Regions from separate parts of the Macaca fascicularis genome. Here region 1 is linked to region 2. A link is a contact called in public Hi-C data. All regions are on one chromosome and are shown on one strand. Each heading gives the region's core, a stretch centred on a gene start, on an enhancer-like site or on the middle of the called end of the contact. The rest is flanking DNA. Distances are from core to core; before and after follow the strand shown. Region 1 holds the start of LY6G5C (lymphocyte antigen 6 family member G5C). Region 2 holds the start of HSPA1L (heat shock protein family A (Hsp70) member 1 like).

Region 1 (6,551 bases), core at 1,743-4,242, 160 kb before region 2:
AACAGCACACAGATGGGGAAGCAGGCAGCTTGAGGACAGGCAAGGGCACGTGGAGATCTGGAGGGTCCCCATCAAAGCTGCACACCTTGAAAGGGTGGAAGCTATTCAGCTACAGATTGAGGAGAGAAAGTAGTGGAAGTGGAGACAGAGTGTGGCTCTGAAGAAAAGGAAAGAGAGGCTGGGCGCGGTGGCTCATGCCTGTAATTCCAGCACTTTGGGAAGCCGAGGTCAGTGGATCACCTGAGGTCAGGAGTTCGAGACCAGCCTGGCCAACATGGTGAATCCCTATCTCTACTAAAAATACAAAAAATTAGCTGTGCGTGGTGGCATGCACCTTTAATCCCAGCTGCTTGGGAGACTGAGGCACAAGAATTGCTTGAACTGGGGAGGTGGACATTGTAGTGAGCCAAGATTGCGACACTGCACTCCAGCCTGGGTGACAGAGCAGCAAAAATAATAATAATAATAATAAAAAGACAGGATTACAGCAGTGTCCTATGGGATTATGGGAAGAAGACTTGGGGTGCAGCTTAGGAGGCTGAGAGAGTTTCAGTTTGGGAGAGTGCTGGGCCCACGACAGGAGAAGGTCACTTACCGTTCTTTATGTGGAGAGTGATGCAGCTGCTGCCAGCCGGGGTGAGGCAGGTGTCAGATCCCAGAAGGCACCCTAACTCCTTGGTCTCCAAGAGGCATCGGTAGCAGCGCAGGTATTTGGGGACTGGAAGTGGTTGAGGGCGTTCCCAATTGACAGGAACAAACTTACCTAGAACACAGAGAAGTGCTGACCCCACTCACACCCCATTCTCCCTCACACCCCACCACTGTCTGATTGCAGGCCACTCAACCCCACTGCTCCCTCCCTTCCTATCTCAGAAAACCATCAAAGCCCCAATTCTCTGCTTCTTTCCCCAACTGCATACACATACATCCCCCTTTTCCTCTGGTCCTAAGGCCAGGCCACACGTTAACAAGTCCCCGGACCCAGCAGAGCATTTGGTGTGAGGCAGAGGAAAGTGCTAAACGAACACTTTGAATCCTGTGTCTCTGTGGCTGGTGCTTTGCAGCCAAGTGGGGAGCCCAGCAGGCTGGACTCAGTCTTGTTCTATCCTGTGGATTCTAGTTCTGTCATCCAGCACACTCCCTAAACCTCCCTATTCCATGTTGCCCTCAGATCTGGAGAAGATTCCTTCAGTATCTCTATTCAGGTCACTGCTGTGAAGTGAGACAGCCCTGGGGTGGTCACTAGAAATCTTCAGAGGCCGGGTGTGGTGGCTCATGCCTGTAACCCCAGCACTTTGGGAGGCTGAGGTGGGCAGATACCTGAGGTCAGGAGTTCAAGACCAGCCTGGCCAACATGGCAAAACCCTGTCTCTACTAAAAATACAAAAATTAGCTGGGCATGGTGGCTCGTGCCTGTAATCTCAGTTACTCGGGAGGCTGAGGCATGAGAATCGCTTGAACCCGGGAGGCGGAGGTTGCAGTGAGCCGAGATCTCACCACTGTACTCCAGCCTGGGAGACAGAGCAAGACTCCATCTCAATAAATAAATAAATAAATAAATAAATCTTCAGATTGCGTATCAGTCCATGAGCAGGCATTCCCCACCAAACCCATCCATTCCATCTCTCCTCCTGCATGGGTTTACCTGAGCATCCTGGACAAATGTACCCAGACGCTTGGTGTCTGTGGGTTTCTCCATCCAGCAGGCCAGGAGACCCTTCTGAACCCTTGGAACCACTTACCAAACACCAAGCTCATCATGACCAGCACTATTAAGAGGACGGTGTACAGGGCTTGGAGGCTGCTGTGGAAGCACATGGGACCCGGATTCTGGCTCCCTGCAGGGCCTGCCATAAAACGCATGACTGCCTGCTGGCCTCCAGTTTGGGCTTATATTGGTGGAAGAGAGGTTGGCCAAGAGGAAGGAGAGAGGCAACACCAACTCAGGGTGGAAATCAGTGCCAGACCAGCCAGAGGGGCAGAATGTTCTCACCCACAGCCACTCTGGGGCATAACATCCTGCTTGAGGGCAGGGGTCCAGCAATAGGGGAATGAGAAAGGGAACTTTATTTCCTATTAATTGGACAGATGTTTATTGAATCACTGCATCAGGTCTTGGGGATACAACCGTGCACAAAGTCTCCACCCTCACAGGGCACAGTCTAGTAGGGGAGACAAGTCAATCGTCAATGATGTGGGGAGGGCAGAGTGCTGCCAGGAGCACCTCGACAGTTAAACCACTGACCTGAGGGATTTCGGCAGAGGAGTAACCTGATCCGATTTCTGTTTGTAAAAGATTGCCATGGCTGCACATTGCATTTGGGTCAAGAGTGGAGGCCGCCGGGAAGTAGCACGCTATTCCCAAGTCCGGTCACAAGATGGCGGACTGGTCCAGCAGAAGACGGGCAGGGACGAGGAGGCGGGGCTACTGAACCTGAGATACATTTAGAAGACTGGACAGATTTGCTGTTGGACTGAACGAGGGATGAGGGAACTGGGGTAGGCTTGCACAAAGAAGTGGTACCATTTTCCAAGATAGGAAACGTGGTCCGTCTCAAAAAAAAAAGAAAAAAAGCAAACAAAAAAACACACCAGAAAATAGGGGGTGCCCAGTCCCACTTCTCATACCCTGGGGACACCTGCCAGACATCCCAAAACGAGGACACCTGGATCCCAAGCGATACGTACTCAGCTCAGTGTCCCCTTGGGGTTCCGGGAACCCAGCGCCTTCCCCCACCTCATCCTTTTTCCTGCCCCGCCTAAGTTCAGCTGCGGCTCAGTGGGCCTGATCTCCGGCGCCCACAGAATCTGGCGCTGCGCGTTCGCTCTCCGCGCCTGACAGCACCTCAGAGCTCCGGTAGGACGCGGGGGTGGCCCCCTGCTCAAGTTCTGTTCCCAGGGGAAGAAACCTGGTAAGTGCGAACCGCAGGTCGGGACCCAAACGTCTGGCCCCAGCGGACATCCAGAGCCTGAGGCGGCTCCCCAGAAAGGCGGCGCCGTAGCGCCACCCCACCTCCCAGGCGAATTCTGGAGACCGCGGCACGAGGCGTCTCACCCGTTTACTCCGCTGGGGACCCGCTGGGCTTCCCAACCTCGCCTATTCGGTCCCCACCCCGCCAGCTCAGTCTTGACTCAGAAACTCCGTGTTTTTACTTTTAGGATCGTTTGGCTGTGGGTTAGGGGCGGAGAGCGTCCTCAGCGTCCGGGAACGACACCACCTGCTCCAATTTCCCGTCTGGAGGTTCTGGTCGGTCGAGGCTCCGAACTCGGGTTCCCTGCTACCTCCCAGACTATCCAAGAACTATCCAGTCTCAGGATGATAACAGGGAAGATGGGAAGAAACAGACGGGAGAGGCCCTCCCAAAAAGACTGAGGGAAGAAAGAAATATGAGAGGCAACAGGGACGCCACTGAGCACTCCCCAAGAGCCTTCGAATGAATAAATTTTAAAACTATATTACAGCCGGACTGCGGTGGCTCACGCCTATAATCCCAGCACTTTAGGAGGCCGAGGTGGGTGGATCACCTGAGGTCAGGATTTCGCGACCAGCCTGGCTAACATGGTGAAACCCCGTTTCTACTACAAATACAAAAAATTAGCCGGGCGTGGTGGCGCGCACCGGCAGGAGAATCGCTTGAACACGGGAGGCGGAGGTTGCAGTGAGCCGAGATCACGTCATTGCACTCCAACTTGGGCAACAAGAATGAAACTCCGTCTCAAAAAAACAAAAATAACAACAACAACAAACTGTATTAGGCTGGGCGCAGTGGCTTACACTGGGCCCAGTGGCTCACAACTGTAACCCCATTACCTCGGGAGGCCAAGGAGGGAGGATCTCTTGAGCCCAAAAGTTGGAGACCAGTCTGGGCAACATAGCGAGAACCCATCCCTACAAGAAAAAGTAGAAAACAATTAGCAGGGCGTGGCGGCGTGTGCCTTTAGTCCCAGCTACTCGGGAGGCTGAGGTGGGAGGATCGCTTGAACCCAGGAGGTCGAGGCTGCAGTGATCGCGCCACTGCTGTCTCAAATAACAACAATGATAATACTTTAAAAATAAAATAAATTGGCCTGGCCCGGTGGCTCATGCCTGTAATCCCAGCACTTTGGGAGGCCGAGGTGGGGGGATCATTCGAGGTCAGGAGTTTGCAACCAGCCTGAGCAACACGGTGAAACCCCGTCTCTACCAAAAATACAAAAACATTAGCCAGGTGTGGTGGCACCCTCCTGTAATCCCAGCTACTCGGGAGGCTGAGGCGGGAGAATCGCTTGAACCTGGGAGGCGGAGGTTGCAGTGAGCCGAGATGACATCACTGCACTCTAGCCTGGGCGACAGAGTGAGACTCCGTCCTAAATAAATAAAATAAAATAAAATAAAATAAAATAAAATAAAATAAAATAAATTGTATTAGAGAAAAGCCAGAGTAGTGGAGAACCGGGGAGGAACGCCGGGCACCTACATAAATGTCTTGAATGAATGAGTGCACAGAGCGATAGACAAAAAGAATCAGAGGGCCGGGCGCGGTGGCTCACGCCTGCAATCCTAGCACTTTAGGAGGCCAAGGCGGGCGGATCACAAGGTCAAGAGATCCTGCCGGGCGCAGTGGCTCAGGCCTGTAATCCCAGCACTTTCGGAGGCTGAGGCGGGTGGATCGCCTGAGGTCAGGAGTTCAAGACCGGCCTGGCCCAACATGGTGAAACCCCGTCTCTACTAGAAAGACAAAAAATTAGCCGGGCATGGTGGCATGCGTCTGTAATCCCAGCTACTCAGGAGGCTGAGGCAGGAGAATTGCTTGAACCCGGGAGGTGGAGGTTGCAGTGAGCTGAGATTGTACCATTGCACTCCAGCCTGGGCAACAAGAGAGAAACTCCATCTCAAAAAAAAAAAAAAAAAAAGAGAGAGAGATCGAGACCATCCTAGAAAATATGGTGAAACCCCGTCTCTACTAAACATATAAAAATTAGCCGGGAGTGGTGGCGCGCGCCTGTAGTCCCAGCTACTCAGGAGGCTGAGGCAGGAGAATCGCTTGAACCCGGGAGGAGGAGGTTGCAGTGAGCCGAGATCGCGCCATTGCACTCCAGCCTGGTTAGGGGAATGGAGCGAGGCAAATGAGGGGCGGGGCTGCAGATGACCCGGCCGGGAGAGGGCCTTGGTCTGTTCCGGGAGCGGATCGAGACTGCGTCCTAGAGAGGAACCAGAGAGAGGGTCTTTAACCTAAATATAAAGACGGAGCAAGACTCCGCCTCAAAAAAAAAAAAAAACAAAATAAATAATAAAAAGAATCAGAGAGCCAAGGCTCCTCTTGAAGCGAAGAGGGCAAAGGGCAAAGGGGAAGCTCAGGGGAACCTCATGGCGCCCTCTGAAGCTCCCTCTCGAATATAATCGCAACGAAAAGGTCAACGACTAGAGGCTTTGCGAGGCTGAGGCTGGGCTTCCGGAGGGGATCACCCTGAGAGGTCCGGGAGGACTTCCTGTGGAATCAAGCGACCGTGGGCCTTGAAGGAACAGGGGGGCAAGACACTCCCTCACTATTCGCGGAGTATTTCCTTGAATTAGTACTTCGAGGAGGGGTGAGACCGGGACAGGGTGGGGCCTTCTTAGGAGGGGGCGCGGCCTCTGAGGAATTAATCCCGTTTTGTTTGCGTTTTGCTCCTCCCCTGTCGACGGGGCAGGGCCAGCCCAATGCGTGCTAGGAGTCCGGAGAGTTCGTTTCCATGGTGACGGGTTCCGCTAAGGTTTTCCTGGGGTGAAGAGGCAGGGCGTTGAAATAGTCGCCATGGCAACAGCAGCAGAGGACAGTATCCTTGCTGAGTGCTCCTACCTAGAGTTAAGGTAAGCAACCGAGTGACGAAACAAAGAAGGCGGGGCCTGACGACAGAACGCCAAGGTTAGGGGAATGGAGCGAGGCAAATGAGGGGCGGGGCTGTAGATGACCCGGCCAGGAGACGGCCTTGGTCTGCTCCGGGAGCGGCTCGAGACTGCGTTCCAGAGAGGAACCAGAGAGAGGGTCTTTAACCTAAATATAAATGAATGACTGGATTCCTGAGGAATCCGGTATGGCTTGATTGGATGGATGGATGGATGGATGGATGGACGGACGGACGGACGGATGGGTGGACGGAAATCTGGCTATCGCTGACGCCTGAGCTCCCCACCCTCTCGGGCCCTCCACCTCCGTAGCCCTCACTCGCTTGTGACAGTCGTGCGAGAAACACATGCCTCTCCTAGGAGCAAACCCTCAACCCAAGCAGGCAGCCCAGAGCCAGTCCAGCACCTCATACTGGAGGCATTCAGGGTGGAGCTTAGGTCAATGAGACGGCATAGGATGAGGCTTTTTGGCCCAGCCGGGAGCCACTTCTTCACAGGTTGCCCTTCCAGGGTGTAACTTTCCTTTCTCCCAGCGCCATTTTCTCTCCTAGTTTGCCCAGCTCCTCAGGGTGCCTGGACTTTCAGGCCTCACCCTGTGTCCAGTATAGAAGGGTCCAGCGCCCCAGCAACTGTGGGCGTCTGCATCTCTGCTGATCATCCCCTGGAACTGCCGGAACTTTGCTGT
Region 2 (7,082 bases), core at 3,352-5,851:
AGTGTCTGAATTCCATCTATATAGTCTGAAAAGGACAGTACTTCTGAAGAGTTACACGTGTAGGAGTTAGGGCTACACATATTTTTGTTAGGGCTTTATTGTGGGCCTTAAGAGGAATTGCAGGTGCCCGTCTTGATTAGAGTGGGGCTTGTTTCAGGGAAAAGTAGGGATGGCAGCTTCAAAAGGGTGTTGGAGGGGTGGTTGAGGTGGGTTAACTGGAGCAAGGAGGGAGGGGTGGTGCTGAGAGGGGATCATGGTTGTTTTCTCTCCCCATTGCACTTAGCGGAGTCCACAAAAAAAAAAGTCACTTTTTTGTTTTTTTGAGATGGAGTCTCACTCTCATTCTGTCGCCCAGGCGGGAGTGCAGTGGCACGATCTCGGCTCAGTGTAACTTCCGCCTCCCAGGTTCAAGCGATTCTTCTGCCTCAGCCTCCTGAGTAACTGGGACTACAGGCGTGTGTCACCACGCCTGGCTAATTTTTTTGTATTTTTGGTGGAGATGGGGTTTTACCCCAGGATGGGGTTAGGCAGGATGGTTTCAATCTCCTGACCTCGGCTCATATTCATTTATATGTGGAATCTAAACAGTAGAACTCAGAAGCAGAGAAGAAGTGGTGGTTAGCAAGGGCTGTGGGATGGGGGAATGGGGAGATGTGAAAGGGGAACAAAGCCTCAGGAGGAATGAGTTGTATTTTTTTTTTTTTGAAACGGGATATTGCTCTGTCACCCAGGCTGGAGCACAGTAGAGCTCACTGTAGTCTTAAACTCCTGGGTTCAAGGAATCCTCCCACCTTAACCTCCTGAGTAGCTGGGTCTACAGGTATGTGCCACCATGCTCGGCCAATTTTTTGCATTTTGTAGAGACTAAGTCTTGCTGTGTTGCCCAGGTTGGTCTCAAACTCTTCAGCTCAAGCGATCCCCTTGTCTATTCCTCCCCAAGTGCTGGGATTACAGGCGTGAGCCACTGCGCCCTGCCTGTTTTTGTGTTTTTGTTTTTATTTTTTTGGGGGGTATATATTGCAGGGCATGGTGAAAATAGTTAATAGTGTATATTTCAGGCCGGGCACGGTGGCTCAAGCCTGTAATCCCAGCACTTTGGGAGGCCGAGACGGGTGGATCACGAGGTTAGGAGATCGAGACCATCTGGCTAACACGGTGAAACCCCGTCTCTATTAAGAAATACAAAAAACTAGCCGGGCGAGGTGGCGGGCGCCTGTAGTCCCAGCTACTTGGGAGGCTGAGGCCGGAGAATGGCGTGAACCCGAGAGGCGGAGCTTGCAGTGAGCTGAGATCCGGCCACTGCACTCCAGCCTGGGCGACAGAGCGAGACTCCGTCTCAAAAAAAAAAAAAAAAATAGTGTATATTTCAAAATTTCAAATGTTCTTATCACAAAAGTATTTGCGGTGATATGTTAATTAGCTTGATTTAATTACTCCATATTGTGTTAATAGTTAATGACTATTTTGTACCTAATATATACAACTGAAGTTTGTCAATTTACAAAAACAATTTTAAAATCAAATAAAATGGGCCAGGTGCGATGGCTCATGCATATAATCCCAGAATTTAGGGAGGCTGAGGCGGGCGGAGCACTTGAGGTCTGGAGTTCAAAACCAGCCTGGCCAACATGGTGAAACCCCATCTCCACAAAAAGCAATAGAATTAGCTGGCTGGGCGTCGTGGCTCACGCCTGTAATCCCAGCACTTTGGGAGGCCGAGGCCGGTGGATCACCTGAGGTCAGGAGTTCAAGACCAGCCTGGCCAACATGGCAAAACCCCGTCTCTACTTTAAAAAAAAAAAAAAAAAAAAGCCAGGTGTGGTGGCACGAGCCTATAGTCCCAGCTACTCGGTAGGCTGAGGCAGGAGAATCCCTTGAACCCAGGAGGCAGAGGTTGCAGCGAGCCAAGACTGCACCACTGCACTGAAACCTGGGCGACAGAGTGAGACTCTGTCTCAAAAAAAAAAAAAAACACAATAGAATTAGCTGGGTATGGTGGTGGATGCCTACAATCCCAGCTACTGGGGAGGCTGAGGCAGGAAAATCGCTTGAACTCGGGAGGTGGAGGTTGCAGTGAGCCAAGATCATGCCAGCGCACTCCAGCCTGGGCTAGAGTGAGACTGCATGTCAAAAAGAAAGAAAGAAAGAAAGAAAGAAAGAAAGAAAAAGAAAGAAAGAAAGAAAGAAAGAAAGAAAGAAAGAAAGAAAGAAAGAAAGAAAGAAAGAAAGAAAGAAAGAGAAAGAAAGAAAGAAATAAATTAGCTGGGTTTGGTGGCGAATCCCTGTAATCCCAGCTACTACGGAGGCTGAGGCAGGAGAATTGCTTGAACCTGGGAAGTGGAGGTTGTGGTGAGCTGAGATCACACCACCGCGGTCCAGCCTGAGCAACAAGAGCAAAACTGCATCTCAAAAAAAAAAGATAAAATAAATAAAAAATAAAACTTGCGGGATGGGCAAAACAGCAACAATGAAGTGGAAGTTCAGACTATGGCTCTGCAAATCCCAACTTGGGTGACCAAGTCAAATTATTTAGACTAATTTAGCTTTCGTTGCCTCCTTTTAAAATAAAGTATTTTGTCTGAATAGCTTCACTTCAAAAGTTCTAAGATCGTTTTGAGCAGAAATGTGAGGTAGACTAACATTTTCAGCTATGGTCACCCTAGCTGCAATTATCCAAGTGAGGGTCTGGAGGAATGAGAGTTTGGGGCTATGGCCAGAAAGGAAAGATGAGTCAGGTTCTTTGTATCACCTCTGTAATCCTCATCCCATTCTCCTCTATATTAGGTATTCTAGAACCTTTTTTGACAATTTAGCATATGGAAGTGGTCACTTGAGCTGCATCCAAGGTCAAATTAGAGAGCAACAAGTGATGGTTTAGGAGCCAAAGATTTTTTCCCCCACTGCCTGCCTGAATATCGTTGGCATTTAGTAGTTCGTGTCCGGTTCTAAATGATGGTTTTACCCTAGGTTTTACGAACAGTAGCCTCTTTGTCCTTTTTCATGAATACTCTAAAAAATAGCAAATATATGAGGAAAGGAGAAAAAGGCTGCACAGCATAAAGCTGAGAAGATTACGGTAATGGGTTGTCCTCCCACACAAGCCTTTCCTGAAGGTGTTCTTCCTGACATATCAGCTAGGTGTCCCTAACACTTCCTCCCCAAAACTGAGCCTAGAGATATCTACTCTAAATCAGGCTGGGCTTGGTGGCTCACGCCTGTAATCCCAGCATTTTGTGGAGGCCTAGGCAGGCAGATAACCTGAGGTCAGGAGTTCGAGACCAGCCTAGCTTACATGGTGAAATCCTGACTCTACTAAAAACATAAAAATTAGCCAGGCATGGCGGTGTGCACCTGTAATCTCCGCTACTTGGGAGACTGAGGCAGGAAAATCGCTTGAACCGAGGAAGCGGAGGTTGCAGTGAGTCGAGATCGCGCCACTGCACTCCAGTCTGGGTGACACTCCGTCTCAAAAAAAAAAAAAAAAAATGAAGAAAAAGATACCAACACACACAACACACATCACCAAACATCATACACGTTTATAAATGAGGGAGATAGGAAAGGGTCCAGAAAGGTGGGATTTGAAATGATTTATGAGTTTCAAAAATGCTCTTATTTATTTATTTATTTTTTAAATAGATACGGGGGTTGGGTGTCACTATTTGCCCAGGCTGGTCTCGAACTCCGGGCCTCAAGTGATCCTCTGTCTAGGCCTGTCCAAAGTGTTGAGATCACAGGAGTGACCTATTACGCCCCACCTGGCTTTTGTGATTTTGGTTTTTGTTTTGTTTTGGTTAATTGAAGCTTAAGGAGCCTGACAGTCTGCGGGATCGAGCTGGGAGACGAATTCAGATTTCGCTGGGGGAACGGCGTGCGGAGTGTCAGGGTAGCTGGACCCTAAACTGTGGCAGCTGGACCCTAAACTGGGACAGCTGGACCCTAAACTGGCGCAGGTGCGAGCGCGCTCCAGCGGAGTCCCAAGGTCATTAAGCGACCTTGGGCTCCTGCGAAGCGGCTTATGAACAGCATCCGGCTGCCGCTGGCCTGCTGGCGCCAGGGACTTTCTTCCGCCTGGCCAGACAGGTCCCTGTTTTTTGTTTTTCAAAATTCAGAAAGCATCTCCGAATGTTTGCCCAGAAGGGGGTGAAACATACTTTCCTGGCCTTTCTTTCACTTTGTTGTAGTTCTATGTGGATGAACAATGGGGAAAATGCCGCGCGTTTGGCCAGGCAGATAAGAAAACAGCCATACCCATCAGGCCCCCGACCCGGCGCCGCTATAAATAGACCCGGCCTCACCATTTTAGTTCTCTCTGCGGAGTGGGCTCGTGGGTTCCTAGTAGAAGAGCTGTGATGTTCTCGTGCCGCGTGCTGCAGGCCCTGCTGTTGAGTGAGGGGGAGCAGGGGATCCCAATGGCCTGCCCTGCCTTTGCGCAGCAGCCAGCGGGCGGGTACGTCGTGGCCTGGCCGAGGGAGGAGAGCGCGGTCCCCAGTCGAGCTGCGTGAACTACCATTGCACACTGTAGAGTTTCTGGTGCCTCTCCTTGGAACTCGGCTAGCGGCGCCACAGCCCCTGCTAACTAATCGCGACATCACAACTGTGAGTGGGGTTGTGCGAGTGACTGTAAAATGGGGGTGACGGTTGCCCGGGGAGAGGAGGGGAGTGATGATGACCCCAGGTGACTCTGAGTGTGTCGCTGACGCCATCACCGCAGCGCTCTGACCGCCCCTCGGTCCAACATTCCTAGACCGGGCTCAACGAGGGGTTCATGGCCAAGATCTCTAATTCTTTGTTCCTGTGTTTCATTTCCCCGTTAGGAATTGTAAGATGTTCATCGCTGTGTTATCCTTGAGTAAAGGTGAGTATTAGGTGCGAGAGCCTTTTGAGTGCCTCTTGGGAAAGCTTTGTTCCCAAGCAGGCTTTCGTTCATGGGGCATTATGCGCCTCCCTGCCTTTTTTTTTTTTTTTTTTTTTTTTTTTTTTTTTTTTTTTTTTTTTTTTTGAGACAGTCTGCCTGTCACCCTGGCTGGAGTGCAGTGGCAAGAACACAGTACTGCAGCCTCCGCCTCCCGGGTTCAGTCGATTGTCCTGCCTCAGCTTCCCGACTAGCTGGGACTACAGGCCCGCCCCACCACACTCGGCTAATGTTTGTATTTTTAGTAGAAGGGGTTTCACCGTGTTGGTCAGGATGGTCTCCATCTCCTGACCTCGTGAGCCATTGCGCCCTGCCACTTTTTTCTTTTTTGAGCTATCCACGTACCACAGCTGGTGACCCTTGTATTTGTTATTGCTATTTTGTTTTTGAGACTGTTTGCTCCGTCGCCCAGGCTGGAGCGCAACACCAGGATCTCCCTGCAGCATCCGCCGTCAGGGCTCGAGTGGTCTTTCCACCTCAGCCTCCTGGGACTACAGGCACGTGCTACCACCACGCCTGGCTAACTTTTAGTTTTTTTACAGAAACGGGCTTTTACCATGTTGTCCAGGCTGGTATCGACTCCTGGGCTCAAACAGTCCTCCTGCCTCTGTCTCCCAAAGTGCTGGAATTACAGGGGTGAGTCTCTGCACCTGGTGTTGGTAACTTTCTAGAGACTACTTTTTGGTTTACATCATTTTCCTTGTGACCGTTGTGTTTTTACTCTTTTGGGGGACCGGGGGAGAGTCTCACTCTGTTACCTAGGCTGGAGTACAGTGGCATGATCTACACTTACTGCAGCCTCTGCCTCCTGGGTTCAGGCGATTCTCCTGCCTCAGTCTCTAGAGTAGCTGGGATTACATGCTTGTGCCACTGTTCCCTGCTAATTTTGTATTTAGTAGAGACGGGGTTTCTCCATGTTGGTCAGGCTGGTCTCAAACTCAGGTCATCCACCTGCTTCGGCCTCCCAAAGTGCTGGAATTACAGGCGTGAGCCACCTTACCTGGCCTGTATTTTTACGTTTTAATAAATCCCCGTATTTTTGTTGAAGGCTGGGTAACCTGACTCCACTCATTTCTACTGTAAACTAGGAGTACACTGAGACCTCCCAGAGGAGCTGTTCTCTGCAGTTTTAAATTACTTTCTACTACTCCCTTTCTAACGTCCGTTCTTGGACTCATTTGTTAGACCAATATGTATTAGGACTGTTGTGTTTTGTTTGAATGTACTAGATAGATCTCTTTCCAGAAGGGCTTCCCTTGATCCAGATCTCCCTAATTGGGAATGATGATTTCACAGACTAGAGTCTCTGATGCTGGTCATGATGTCAAAACTAAGTTCTGACTCATTTAGGGAACTGGATACTTGGGTTTCTAAGAGGGACCAATGGAAGAGCCGTAATTCTGCTTATTCTCAAATTGTCTTGTTTTCACCTTGTTAGAATGTGAGCTCTGGAAGCCCAGCCAGGGACAATGCTCCTTCACAGAGATTCTGCACTAACCTGAGTGAAGGCCTAAGGTTTGGAACCTCCCCCTCGTGGAAAGAAGCTTTGTATGGCTGTCATGCTTAGACAATGATTCCTGCGACTTGACCTTCAGGCTGGGAGAGGTGGAGAGCCATGCCTGTTCTCCTTCGTTGCTATGGTGACTATCCTTTGTTTTGGCTCAGTTGGAGTGGTAATGATGATCTGGTTGGACTAGAGTCTCTGAGCTTTTCTCTGAGGATCTTTGAACCCACCTGATCCACCCTCATGCTGCCTAGAATCTCCTGTAATTCACGTTTTTATGGCCAGTTATTTACATGATGAGGTTTGATTGGCTATGGTTCTGTAGGATGTACTTGAAGCATGGTGCTGGCATCTGCTCAGCCTCTGGGGAGGCCTCATGATACTTTATATTGCATAAGGTACAGAGAAAAGTAGGGATGTAGCATGGCCAGAGCAGCAGCAATGGCTGGGAGTTGCCTCACCTTTTTAATAAACTGATCTCTAGAGAACTGATTGTCATGAGCACAGCATCAACGGGATGGTACTTAAGCCATTCATGAAGAATCCATCCCAGTGATCCATTACAATTCAATATGAGATTTGGTGGGGAGACAGATCTAAACTATATTACAGGGTCTCACTTTGTGCACAGGCTGGTCTTCATCTCCTGCCTCAGTGAGCCAC

What was found. Hi-C and Micro-C count contacts between places; a contact is called where the count stands out from the background.
Region 1: a contact with region 2 is called in a Hi-C map of liver, with 2.9 times the contacts expected there. The contact joins the promoter of LY6G5C here to the promoter of HSPA1L in region 2. A contact is called at or near these places in 2 of 2 Hi-C or Micro-C datasets (liver and skeletal muscle).

Annotation. Positions count from the first base shown.
Region 1 is chr4:140,038,624-140,045,174 of T2T-MFA8v1.1, reverse strand. It overlaps LY6G5C (lymphocyte antigen 6 family member G5C), which reads right to left and starts at 2,992. Exons shown (of 3, transcript XM_005553490.4): 1 at 1,743-2,992; 2 at 596-763. The coding sequence starts at 1,863.
Region 2 is chr4:139,876,795-139,883,876 of T2T-MFA8v1.1, reverse strand. It overlaps HSPA1L (heat shock protein family A (Hsp70) member 1 like), which reads right to left and starts at 4,601. Exons shown (of 2, transcript XM_045390168.3): 1 at 4,299-4,601. The coding sequence starts at 4,513. It overlaps LOC123573226 (small nucleolar RNA SNORD48), which reads left to right and starts at 4,662; the gene lies at 4,662-4,724. LOC135970736 (small nucleolar RNA ZL8) reads left to right here and starts at 6,581; the gene lies at 6,581-6,663. It overlaps LOC123573221 (small nucleolar RNA SNORD52), which reads left to right and starts at 6,193; the gene lies at 6,193-6,259. It also overlaps LOC102143138.